Regions from separate parts of the Mus musculus genome. Here region 2 is linked to region 1. The links are chromatin contacts, called in public promoter capture Hi-C maps. All regions are on one chromosome and are shown on one strand. Each heading gives the region's core, a stretch centred on a gene start, on an enhancer-like site or on the middle of the called end of the contact. The rest is flanking DNA. Distances are from core to core; before and after follow the strand shown.

What was found. Capture Hi-C pulls out chosen DNA fragments and counts their contacts.
Region 2: a contact with region 1 is called in a promoter capture Hi-C map of adipose tissue. The contact joins two enhancer-like sites. A contact is called at or near these places in 14 of 484 Hi-C or Micro-C datasets (the 63-12 cell line, B cells, the C2C12 cell line and 10 more), 1 of 115 datasets of contacts at active chromatin or transcription factors (embryonic stem cells) and 3 of 9 other capture datasets (adipose tissue, liver and pancreatic islet).

Annotation. Positions count from the first base shown.
Region 1 is chr12:54,955,480-54,962,337 of GRCm38.p6, reverse strand. All of the region lies in intron 3 of Baz1a (bromodomain adjacent to zinc finger domain 1A), which reads left to right. Among named protein-coding and RNA genes, the nearest start is that of Gm51983, 13 kb to the left of the region's middle. Within about 2 kb of position 2,562, at least 32 of the 459 cell types and tissues checked have an H3K27ac peak or open chromatin away from gene starts, as enhancers often do. A contact at or near this core is called in adipose tissue, where this site is marked.
Region 2 is chr12:55,053,759-55,060,616 of GRCm38.p6, reverse strand. 2700097O09Rik (RIKEN cDNA 2700097O09 gene) reads left to right here. Exons shown (of 8, transcript NM_028314.2): 4 at 1,039-1,160; 5 at 3,265-3,375. Among named protein-coding and RNA genes, the nearest start is that of 2700097O09Rik, 23 kb to the left of the region's middle. Within about 2 kb of position 4,491, at least 7 of the 459 cell types and tissues checked have an H3K27ac peak or open chromatin away from gene starts, as enhancers often do. A contact at or near this core is called in adipose tissue, where this site is marked.

The DNA.
Region 1 (6,858 bases), core at 1,313-3,812:
CAGACTGACCTTGCACTCACAGTGATCCACCTGCCTCTGCCTTTTGAGTGCTGGGATTAAAGGCGTGTGCCACCACATCCCTTCTGGTTTACAACTGATCTCTTAATGCTTGTGCTGATTAGTTTTTATTGTCAAGCTGACAGAACCAATGTTCTCCCTAGAAGGAAGACATTTTGGGTTTTGTTTGTTTGGTTGCTTTTTTTGCTTTGTGTCATTGTTTTAGTTTGCTTGCTTGTTTTGAGACAGCCCTAAATTTCCTATGTGGACCAGGTTGGTCGCCAATAGAGATACCTGTGCTCTGAGATTAAAAGCTGTATGGCTTGAGAAAGGAGTCTTAGTGAAGGGTTGCCTATATCATATTGATTTGCAGGCATGGCTTGGGAACTGGTTGTTAATTGATAAAGGATGACCCAGTCCATTGCGAGTGGTACCATTCTGTGGGCAGGGATTTCTTAAGACAAGATTCCTAAGATGAGCAAGGAAGGGTGTTTTATTTTCTCTTTGGCCTTGACTGTGCCTGTAATATGACAAGCTGCTTGAGTTCCTGCCTTTGCCTTCTCCAAAATAATGAACAATAACTCTGAATTGGGAGTTAAAATAAGCCCCCCTCTCTCCTCAGTTGGTTTTCTGTCAAGGTGTTTGTCACAGCACCACAGATGAACTATAATAAGGCCAGACTGCTAGTGCCTGGCAGAGGAGTGCATGAAATGAGGTCTTGCTTTGTTTCCTGGGTTAGAATTGAACTCCCGATCCTACTACTCCTTCTGTATCGGAGTAGCTGGGATTAGAAGCATCTAACAGTGCCTGATAAAATAAATTTTAATTAAAAAACTACTCAGGATAGTTGCTTTTATTTTTACATTTATGTACTTATTTGGGTGGGAGGCCTCCCACATGAAAATTGTAGGAGTTAGTTCTCTCCTACCACTGTGTGGATTCTGGGATCAAACTCAGGTTATCAGGCTTGGTGGCAGGTGCAATTCCCAAGAACTCTCTTAGTAGACTGTTTTTATTTTTTTGAGATAGAGTCTTACTATGTTGCCTAGGCTGGCCTCAACTTACTATGTATGTAGTCCAGGCTGGCCTTTGACTTGGGCTTATTCTAAAAGTAACATATAGAATATCAGTTATTTTCATCCCTTACTGATTTATTTCTCATATATGGAATAAACACTTGTAATCAAAGTTAATATTTTTATATTTATTATTAACACTTTACAATTAAAATTACTGTTTTGAGATAATTATTGCTTCACATGAGGCTGTAAGACAATAAAGTTTTTCCCAATGATAATGTCTTACAAAATTATGATAACAATAGCAGGATATTGACAGGAATTGATATAGTTTGGACATAGAAATTTTCTGTCACTCTAAGCCCCCTCCCCCCTAAATGCTGTTCATGTAAAGCTGCATCAGCTTCTCCCTTGTCCCTCGCGTGAGCCAATGCTGGAGCCCTTGAGGTGCTAGGGAGCCACTTTTTACGTCATGATTGTTAGCTAATTTTCCATGTTCTAAAACAATTATGACTTGAAATCTATATCGCCACTGATAATTATTTTGTGAGTCTCTTAAACTTTTTTGTATCTCAATAATCTTTGGATTCTCTGGAATGAAGAAATAGTAGCAAGTGGATGTGAGAGACATTTAAGCTAATTTCTAGAAGTGCAAATCTATTAGATACTGATTTGGCATTTTGAGTAATTGACTTTGAGCCCAGTAAGGCCTAGTCAGGAGTGATAGCTGTGGTTTGGGTGTGGTACATAGCTAATAGCAATATTGACAATAGCTAATGCAATTGATATATTAAATATGTATTACATTCTAGGCATTATCTCAATACTGTACTGGTTTCCTTCTCCCGAATTCTGTCAGGAAATTGTTCTTTCTGTTGGTTTAAGGAGATGAGAACCTCACACTCTTGCAGTGCAGTACACTGTGTTGTGATTAGACTGTTCCCTCTTACAGTCTGTAATATACCTAGGTGCTAGGTGGGCTAGGATTCTCCCTCTCCTGACTGTCACCATCAGCATTGTCAGTAACGCATGGGCTCTGCTAGGGAAGAGTATTACTTACTGGTCACAGGTTCCCTGAAAAGTTTCCTTCATTGCTCTGAAGACTGACTATTATGAAGCCTGAATATGAGTTTTAAGTCTTCGAAAGTGAATGTAATAGCCAGATCCTGTCAAAAAGAGAAAGAAGGAAGGAAGGAAATAAACAAATCTATCTGATTACTTTCATGTCTCCAAATTCCAGATCTATACCACTATCCAAAAAGTTTTGATATTGCTTCTTGCAGTTTTTCCTATTTAGAAACTTTGCTTTATATCTGTCAGACAGTGTGAAAACCAGCCTGCAGATATTTCTATTTGCTGGCAATGTGGGTGTGTTCATTGAATTTTTTCCCCAGGCTTTTCTGCTAGGATAATAGCACAGTTTTATGCTTTGTGTAAAAAAAAAAAAATTACCATTTTAATCATGTTAATTGTGAAATCCAGTGGTGTTCACGGTGTTGTATAACTATCACCACTGTTTCCAGAACATTTTCATCATTCCAAACAGAAACTCTGTACTCTTAGGCAATCACTTCCCGTTCTGCCCTCCCCCCTGCCCCTGGTAACCTTGATTCTACTTTCTGTAGATGAACTTGCTTGTTTTATATACTGCATGTGAGCAAGCTCAAGTATTTGTCCTTTTGTAGCTTATCACACTGACTGTTTCCAGGCTCCATTCATATTTAGAATGTATTATAATATCATTTTTTTAATGTCAGGATATTCTCTTGTGTTTATATAACCACATTTTGTTTATTATCTATCTGTCAGTGGACTTTTTGGTTGATTCCATGCTTTGTCTACTGGAAACACTGGTGTTCAAGTATCTAAATTCTTTTTTCAATTTTTAATTTTTTAAGTGGAGTTGGTAGTTTCTATGATCATTCTGTGTTTGACTTTGTGGGGACATAGAAATGCTGTTTTCTATACCATCTGCTGTAGAAGTTTGGTCTTGCTTCTTCCTCTCAGCCCCATGCTCCCAGAAATAAGACTCACACTCAAAAATATATTTACAAATACATTGGCCATATAGCTAGGTTCTTCTCTGACTAGATCATAACTTATTATAACCCATTTACTCATCTACATTCTGCCACGTGCCTGATTACCTGTGCTCTGGTACCATGGGTCCATCTTGTCACTTCTTCCTGGGTGAATCTCCCGAGCCTGGCACTATCCCAGAATCCTTTCTGCCTCCCAGGTGTCTCATCTCTACTTCCTGCCTAAGCCATAGACCATCAGAATTATTACTGGCAGGTGCCACATCCATACAGATAGATATAAATATTCTCTCCACAGTCTGCATCAGTTCTTATCTCTCTACAGCCTTACCAGTACTCGTTAAATGTAAAATTTTGCTTTTGAGAGACATGCCACCTCACTGGATATGGTCTGTTACTTGCTGTGGTTTTGATTCTGTGCTTTACAGATGAGAAGAGCATCTTTTTATGCTCTTTGCCATTTATAGCTTTGAGAAGTGTCTACTCAGACCTACTAATTTTTTAAAAGTTCATTTTTCTTTCAGTTGTAAGAACTCTTCATGTATTTATTCTATCTCAGGTTTTCTAGAATGAGTTAGGAAGTATTTTCTATCCTTCAACCATTTAAAAGACTCACTTTTATGTTTTTTGCGTGACTGCTGAATGTGTGTGTGGGCACTCTATGTGTGCATGGGCAGTGGTATTGGAAGCCGAAATGTGGACCCGGGAACTGAGCCTTAGTCCTCTGCAGGAGCAGCAACTGCCCTTAAATATTGAGATGGCTCAGTGATTATGATTTTGAATTTTTAAAAGAATTATGTGTGCATATCTGGGTGAGCGTGTGTGCACATGGATTAGATGCCTGAGGTGTTGGATCTCCTTAGAGCAGGAAATACAGGCAGCTGTGAGCCTCCTGATGTGGGTGCTGGGATTGCAATCAGGTCCTCTGCCAGAGCAGTGAATGCTCTTAACTGCTGACCTCTCCAGCCCTTTAAAAAGATTGATTGATTGATTTTAGATTTATAGTTATTATTTTAAATTCCATATGTGCATGTGGGTTTGTGTACATGAATTCGGGTGTCAGTAGAGGACAGAGATGTCAGATTCCACTGGAGCTTGAGTTACAGGCACCTGTGAGCCCGCTGATGTCAGTGCTAGGAACTGAACTCAGGTCTACCGTAAGAGCAGTGTGCACTGTTAACCTGTGAGCCAGCTTCTTCCTCCCCGCCATATATAATAATCCCCCCCAGGAGAAGAGCTGGCAAATGAATAGTCCTGTGAATTCAGATACACTCACTCACACACACACCCCATCCCATGCACAGCCTTGTTCATTGAACGAGATATGCAAATGAATAGCACAGTCTCTAACATTTTAACATGAACCTTCCATTTTCTTCAGAGAACAGGGAATTGGCTCATTGCTAGAGATGTATATGTCTATTCTTACCGGGACTCCCCTTGATTGTCTGAGAGCTGCACACGAATGTGGATGAGATCCCACCAGCGCTGGCTCTTGCTGTTGCCCACGGATCTGCAGATGATCTGCAAACGTGGGGACACAGAGCTCCTCCCGGTCCCTGCAGAGGGTCTGAGGAGCAACACTGAAACCTGAGTCTGCAAGGTCAGGGCCTCGTGCTCGAGCTGTCAGGCTCCACATCAGACCCGATGGGTATCCAGGGTGACTCGAGAGCCCTGTTCAAACCTCTTCAATGTGTAAAAGCAAAGCAATGATGGGAAAAGGAACCAACTCAGAACCGTGTGCACTGAGGACTCTCTGCATGGCCTTTCTCTAGGCATCTAGGCTCTTGTTATTTATTTTTCATTTATTTTATGAGTGTTTTGCCTACATTTCTATCTGTGCACCATTTTACAGATGGTTGTGACCTGTGAGTGCTAGGAACTGAACCCCAATCCTTTAGAAGAACAGCAAGGGCTCTTAACCACTGACCCATCTCTCTAGTCCCAACTGTCAGTGTTTTAGTAGCTTGGATATATATTTTACTTTTCATAAAACTAGCCTATCTGAGATGTTACATTGTTAAATGTGCCTTTAAGACATACTGCTGTACAACCATCACCCAGTCTAATTTTAGAAAACTTTCAACACCCAGAAGGAAACCTGTGTGAGGTCGCAATCAGTACCGGTTTCCACTACCCCACTTCCACCCCTACTCCCACCCCCACCCCACCCCTAGCTTCCTGGCATCCACTCATCTGGTTCCTTTCTCTGTGAGTTTTCTTGTTCTAGAAACTAATATAAACTCTTATATTTTGTTTTATTTGGTGCCTGGCCTTTTCATTTAGCATAATGTTTTCAAGATTCATCTATATTATATGAATCATGTCCAGTTCCTTTTGAGACAGATTATCTGTATATAGCTCATGCTGCCATTAAACTCACCCTTCTTGTGCTTCAGCTTTCCTAGAGATGCGATCATGGGCACGAGCCTCGATGTTCACATTGTGCGTGTGTGTGTGTGTGTGTGTGTGTGTGTGTGTGTGTGTGTGTGTGTGTATGTGTGCGCACATATGGGGTCAGTGGACAGCTCCCAGGAATAGATTCTTTCCTTATGCCATGGGGATACAAGGTTGAATTCAGAAAGGGGAAGAAATTTTATCCAATGTAGACATCTGGCCACCTGAGAAATGGTTTGTCTTTTTTAATGTGTGTGTGGTGTGTGTGGTTTGTATGTGTAGATTGATTTCAATACTAGAAGTGAAGTTGGAGCTCGAGGGATTATGAAAAAAGCAAGTGACAATTTTTTTTCTGTCACTGAAAGTTGACACAATAGTAGTGGGATTAAGTAGTATTTTAATTAGTAAAGGAGTCAGAAATTGGTCCCATACAATCCAGAAGTTCTGTGCAGAGTAAAAGGAAGCCAAACTAGGACTGGGAATGTGTCTTATAGTACAATACATGTGAGATGAACCCCAGCATTCTAAAATAACAATTATAATAATAGGTTTTTTGTTTGGGGGTTTGTTATTGTTTTGTTTTAATTAAGGGAATGCCAGAATGGTGGTTACAGAATTAGGGAATAGAAAAAATTTCCAGATATTAAAAAGAAAATCTCCAGATTTATGATAAAAAATAAAAATTTGGTCAAGAGACTTACAGAATTTAAGATATTGACTTTTGAAGAACTATAGGACTCATTCTGGGTGATGACATATACAAATACTTGATTTTTCTTTCATTTTAAAATTTTTTTGATTTTTTTTGACACAGGGCTTCTCTATGTAGCCCTGGCTCTCTTAAGACAATGTTTACCGTGCTGGCCACAAAGTCACAGAGATCTGCCTGCCTCTGCCCCCAAGAGCTGGGGTTAAAGACATATGCCATCACCCCCCCTGGTTGATATTTAATTTTTTTTCTTTTTTTTTTTTTTTTTTTGGTTTTTTCGAGACAGGGTTTCTCTGTGTAGCTCTGGCTGTCCTGGAACTCACTCTGTAGACCAGGCTGGCCTCGAACTCAGAAATCCACCTGCCTCTGCCTCCCAAGTGCTGGGATTAAAGGCGTGTGCCACCACGCCCAGCTTTAATTTTTTTTCTAAGCAGTTACTTTAGTTAAGAGTATAATTGACTGGGTTTGGTGGCACATTGCATGTGCCCAAGTACTCCAGACACTGAAACAGAAGAATCAAAAGTTTGAGGCTAGCCTCATATATATATTGAAATTGTCTCAAATACAATTCCTAAAAGACAACTTAGCCCCACTAGATTTAAAAAGATAAATAATTGTATTAATCACAGTTCTCCAGATAGAAAATATATTTGTGGATGGTGGAGAGAGAAGAAGATGTAAGAGAATTGGCTTGTAG
Region 2 (6,858 bases), core at 3,242-5,741, 96 kb before region 1:
AAATCTTTTTTCACATCTAGAGATTGTTTAATCAGAGATAGCTCTGATCCAGAGACTAATCAGACGTGACTGAGAACAGAGGACATGCCTCCTACTTCACATGCTCAAGAGAGACTGATACACAGACCACATGCTGACTTCCCGTGAGATAGTTTCCCTGCTTAGCAAGCCAGAAGGTGATAAAATAGACAGGCAACTCTGAGAAATGTTTATTTGGGCTTTGTTTTGCCCAAGTGACGCATCTCTAAAGATGACATTCATAGGATGGAAAAAGATGTGGCTGGGAGCTAGAGGAAAAACTGAACCATGAGTAACTGCAACACCATACATCACACAGCTGGTTTGTAAACATTTATACAACTACGTTTGACAAGATTAGCCTCTGTCTCCCCAAGTTATAAATGATGAGTAGACACCCAGAGCAGCTCAGATAACTAATGAATCTAAGATGGTTGTCACCATGAGTGACTCTGACAAGCACTCAGATGACAAGGGGTTTGTCTAGCTTCAGGATCCCCCAGAGGAATTACTGGTGTGCTGAGGGCTTGTGAGGGTGAGGATCCAAGGGAGGGGAGACTTCGGTGGCCTAGCCCCTCCCACCTCTGAGACAAAGGCACACCCCATATCTCTCCCTGAAGGCTGGTCCACCTGCTTCGATTTAGTTTCCGTCTTGGGGGTGGGGGAAAGCTGTTATTGTTGTTGTTGTTTGACCAAGATAGCTCCTCTTCCTGACATTATGTAGGACATGATACTGTGAGTCTTTTGAGTTCCCTCCAGGTCAGAGGAAAGCCAGAGTCAGTCAGTCATGGAAACTAGGGTGCAAAACTTAGACAGGGATAGAAATGACCCCAGCTAGCCAGGTGAGGTGGTGCAGGCCTAATCCTAAAACTCTGAGGTAGAAGTAGGCAGAGCTCTGTGAGATCTAGGCCAGCCAGAGCTACACAGGGAGACCTTGTTTCAAAAAAAGAAAAAACAAAACCAAAAAAGTCACAAACAAACAAAAAGCATAACTTGATGCTCATTCTCTTCTTTCTCCAGGATTTATTTCTCACTCCTTCTCCCTCACGGAGTTGAAGTTCATTTATCATCATGTACTCCCTGATCTGTCAGGAAAGGTCTTGGTTGACGTTGGCTCCAGACTTGGCACAGTCCTTTATGGGGTAAAGTGCAGCTTGTGGACATACTCAACATGTGGAAAATACTTTCTCCTGCTAGTGACAGCTTTGCCTGCCACCATCCAAGGTGACAGCTTGGCTTTATTATTAAAGTAACAGGATAAGGTTAAAATAGGATCCATTGGCAGGCTCCTAAACTCTGCTTGATGGTAATAATTGGGTTTGGAATTTCAGAGACGGCCCCAGCTGTCCAATTTCTTCTCCTGGTTCATCCCACAACACAAATGACAGCTATAAACGAATAGACCATGTGGCTGACTCTCTCCTTTCCCCTCCCCACTCACTACCCCCTTCCCCTTTTTTGTTTGTTTTGTTTTGGAGTGGGGAGGGGAGGGGGTGTGTTTTTAATATGGCCCAGCTGGCCTCAGAATCGCTATGTAGATGAAGATAACCCTGAAGCCCTTATCCTCCTGCCTCAGCCACAAAGCACTGTGGCTGAGAATGTCTCCATGCCTGGCTTCTTTTTCTTTGTGCTATATTAAAATAAAACAGTACAGTGTGTTTTGATAAGAATTCAAAAAACTAAAAACTGTTAGGCCTAAGAAACTTTTGGGTGGCCATAGCGAGTCCTTTACTAGCGCTGGATATCTGCTTCCTTGTCTTTTAAGTGTACACACTGGGTGATGGTGACATCTAAGAATACATCATGTCCAATTTTCTGTGTCCCAAAACATGCACATTTCTTTTGTTTCTAAAATCTAACATCAATGTGGCTCTTGTTATAAATTCAAGTCATGAGTACTTGACGTTCTTAAATCATTTTGTCAAAAAAATTCAGATATGGTTTCTGGCTGTCATTAGAACTTGCTAAAAACAAACAAACAAAAAAAACCAACCCTGGAGGACATAGCAGCAGGGACTCCTGCCCGGAGCAGGTGCTGTCAGGTTTCAGAATTGCTTCTTGCTTTAGGCAGAAACTTACTCTTTAATGCTTGGCTTAAACTTTCTGTGCATAGATGATGCAGTTTGGTGGCTTTTGTTACTAGTGCTCCTGGTGTTTCGGGGTGGGGTTGGGTTTGAGACTTACCAAATCACAGGCTGGCCTTGAAGGCGCCTCACTCAGCCTTCTGAGAGAGGATTATAAGTGCAGCCGCTTTGCCTACCTTGCCCCATAGCTTTAGTTAAAGAGTATTGCCAATCTTAGTGCCGTAAGGTGAAGGGTAGGAGAGGAAGACACCATTCTCTGGCATGCCCATGAGCACATAGACCTATTTTTCAGATACACATACACACACAGAAAGGGGGGGGGGGAGAACAAAGAGGAAGGGTAAGGAAAGAAAATAAGAGCCATGCAAAAAATGTAATGTCAAATAACTGACGTCACAGTATAGTATCAGTGTTGATAATGTGAATATATTGATTTTTTTCCTACAGTAGATCGCTGAATCTATACTAAATTCCTTAATATTGACATATGCACTTTGAAACATGTTAGAAATAAATATTATAAATATGTGTGCTAAAGCTATAGATTCAACCTTGGTTTTTGCATGTGTTGGTAGGCAGTCATCTGCAGGAGCCAGCCATGGTGGTACATATCTCTAATCTTAGCATCCAGAAGATAAGTCCAGAGCCAATCTGTGCTGCATGAATTCTGTCTCAAACAAACAAACCCTTAAACAGAAGGTTACCTGGCAAAATTAGCTGACTTTTTCTTCCAGGTTATCTTTTGTTACTCTCTGACAGAACCATGGCAGTTTCCAGCAGTTCCCCTTGTTCTTGTTAACTGATTGGGCTGGTTGCCTTCCTTCCAAATGGTGTGTGGCTGTGACTGCATTCCTTACAGATTGACTCCTGGACGTAACTTCCCTCCGCAGAGGTTCTGCAGGCTGACGAGACCCACAAAGCTTGGGAATGGGCTCATTTTCATTGTTCCCACGCTTGCCAAATGCCCAGTTTATCAGGAAACTTTACAAACCAGTCTTTAAAAATATAGCTAATAAGGATTAATAACTTCAATCAAATCCCTGATGGGAGAAGTTCTGAACTCTGTGAGTTTTAGAACAGTTTGGTTTTTACAGCTCAGGCAGACATAAGCCTGTACTTAGGAGCTGACTATTTTGTGACAGGCCGTGTCTTCCCATTTCAGGGTTACCTTTACAGCTCAGCAGTGCAGCTCTGTGGGGTAGAGCTGAATGGACAATTTTGCCAGTTGCAGGAAATGATCATAAAGAAATACCAGTTCGGTGACAGAATAAAGGTACCTTTACCATATTTTTTTATTACTTCTATGACTCTTTCCTAACTGCTTCTGTATTCTCACAGTACGGCTACTGTGTGGGAATGCACTGAGTTGACCGGCTCTCTTACTAGTGAGTGTTTCCTCTGTTTTCTTCCTGTCAGACGGTTTGGGTAACGGAACTGTAAATAACTCTCCAAGGCTGGCTGCCAGTGTATTTTATTAAACTGGAAATTGAAGGGCTTGCACCCCTCATGGTTGCTTATCTTGTCAACTAGGAGCTGTTGTAAATGTCACAGGATAGTGGTCATTAGGGAAAGATGCTTCTCTTAGGCTAGAACAGGGTTCCCCTTTCTTCTGTAAAAAAAAGTAACAAGATAAAAGATTTGGGGTTTTGGTTTTTTGGAGGGTTCTGTTTTCTAATGCAGTGATCCTTGAAATTGCACTAAGATCCTTCTATGTTCCTCATGGCAATGCAGAAAATATTAGCAATCTCTGATGTTAAGGACAGCATAACATTGGAAAAACTCAGTGAGTTAAAGGTCAGGGGGCTGGAGAGATGCTCAGCAGCAGGTAAGAGGGTCTGCTGCTCTCACAGCTGGCCCAGGTAGGGCTCCCAGAGCCCACATCCAGTGTTCACAGTGCTTGTAAGATCAGCTGCTCCTGAGCTGATCCAGCATGCTCTTCTGGTCCCCACAGGCACCTGCACATGGTGTGCAGACAAACAAGCAGGCACACGGACATGGAAATGTTTTAAAAGTTGAAGGATGAAAACTTCATCTTTCTGATAAAGGTTATTTTATATTCCCACAGTGTTTCTTTTCCCCACCCTCATTTTAGAAATGTAGAGATAAGCCAGGCAGTGGTGGCACATGCCTTTAATCCCAGCACTTGGGAGGCAGAGGCAGGCGGATTTCTGAGTTCAAGGCCAGCCTGGTCTATAGAGTGGGTTCCAGAACCCAGGGCTACACAGAGAAATCCTGTCTCAAAAAAAAAAAAAAAAAAAAAAAAAAAAGTAGAGATAAGTGATCAGCATAAATACATTATCTGGTAATAAGTTTATGGGGTCGGGGTAAGGCTGGTGGTAGGATACTTTTCTGCCATGCCCAACATACTGGATTCAGGCCCTAGAACTACAAACAAAATTCATGGGTTTTCTTTTCTTTAGCCTAGCTGGCATGGAACTCACTGTGTGCACCAGACTGGCCTCAAACTGCTCTTATGTAATAATCACATACTTAATAGGAATTTCTATTAAGTTGAAGATTGAGATTTAAAAATTAAGAACTCATTGGGAGCGGGAGAGATAGCTCAGCAGTTAAGAGCATTGCAAAGGACTCAGGTTCAATTCCCAGCACACACACAGCAACAACTAACTGTCTATGACTCCAACTCAGAAGCAGAGGCAAGTGGATGTCTGTGAGTTCAAGGCCAACCTGGACTACAGAACAAGTTCTAGGACAACCAGGGTTATACAGAGAAACTGTCTCAAAAAACAAAAACAAAAATTAAGACCTCTGAAGAATCATACTTAATAAAGAATAATAATAAAGTGCTTGCTTCTGTTTTTTAATATGATAAAGATGTATAAAATGTTTATTTATATTTTTATGAATTCTTTTATTACTTTTCAAAATAAATTATTTCAGTACACACCCATGTAATTTTTTTCTGACATGTAACTTCATGGCTACCTTCAGTAACTTTTTGGTGAGAAACTTGGTTTGTTTGTTTGTTTTTTTTTTCTCCAGTGTGGCCTCAAGCTCAGGGCCTTTTTATACCACCCTATGGCTACACCCCCTCCCCCGAAGTTGTAGATAAATACTGGATTGAAGGCTCTTAAAATCAACAAACACGGTTTCTGTAGTTATTTTAAATAGTATATGTTGAAACCTATCTTCCCTTTCAGGCGAATTCTTTGCATTTGTTTGTTTGTTTGTTTGTTTGTTTTTTCAATTTCGTGTGTGTGTGTGTGTGTGTGTGTGTGTGTGTGTTGCCTGTGTGTTTGCTCTGCTGTCCTGTCTCCCAGCCTCCCTCCCATCCCTCTCCTCCAGGCTGGCACTGGGCTTTCCCTCTTCCTATCCTTGCTCTCTGCTCACTCCTCTGATAGCACTGGGGAGTTAGGACAGTTGTTTTGGAGTGTTTGTCACATTACTCCAGTGTCACACATTTGAGCACAGATACTGTATCTCTTTTAACCTGGTTTGTCTCCCTCTACAGTATCTTGCATAGAAAAGAGGTACCCCTACATTTTGCTTGAGTGTGATTGTTTTATGACTTCTGTACTGCCATCAGTCCAGAGGCCGCCCTGGAACCCTGAGAGATTTGTGTTGGCTGCCTTGATTAACTGAGCCTTCAGATTCTTCTTTCCCCAGTCTGTGTAGTAGAAATACAGGAAGAAAAATATGAAGACAGATGGGAAAGAAAAAAGAAGAATGAAGATAAAACTACTGACTAGTTCACATATCTGTTGCATAGCTAGGCTGCATGTTTATAATGTCTGCAATTATTAACTGGGTTGTTAGTGACAAGAGCCGGACTTAGCCTCTGAGCTGTCTCTCTGGCCCAGCTGTCTTTCTTTTTATTGATGATTGTGTCAAAACTGTCTTTAAAGGTTCTAGGCCAAGTGAATTTCTTTTAAGTGTAGAATGTTTATTATTTAAAAGAAAGAATGTTTCTTAAAACCAGACCATATAACACCTTGCATATTACATATTTGTAATGCTTGAGTATTTATTTGAAAATAACTCATAAACATTTTTTCTGTTTCAAAGTAAAATCTATTTTTTTACTCCTGATCAAATAAGTGTATTTTCTTGCTATTGTCCCTGTGGTCTTCGAAGCCTTAATTATGGTTATGTCACATTTTTGAGTTATATAGGTTTTTTTTAAGATTTATTTATTTTATTTTATGTGTGTGTTTTGCCTGCTCATATGTCTGCACCATATGTGGTGCCTAGAGACCACAGAAATCGGAGGAGGGCATTGGTTCCCCTGAGACTGGAGTTACAGAAGGTCGTAAGCTGCCCTGTGGGTGCTGGTAATTGAACCTGTGTCCTCTGGAAGACCTCAGTGCTCTTAAGTGCTGAGCCAGCTCTTCAGCCCTATGTAGGGTTTAAATCAATTGTTTTGCTTACGTTTTCAGCAGGTAATAACATTCAGGTGAGTGTTAGAATCAAGTTAGCATAAGACATATTAATATTTGAAAGATTTGACAGTTTATAATTTACTCTAAAGGATTTTGAGAGGTGTGGGTGTTTTTTAAGATTATATTTTATTTTATGTGTTTTGAGTGTTTTGCCTGCCATGGATGTGTGTGTATCACATATGTGCCTGGTGCCAGCTGAGTTAAGAAGAGGGCATTGGATCCCCTGGAACTGGAGTTATAGACAGCTGTTAGCTGCCTTGTGGGTGCTGGGAGCCAAACCCCATTTCTCTGTAAGAGCAGTAAATGCTCTTAACCGTTGAGCCATAATTTTTATATTGTATCATCAGGACTGATAA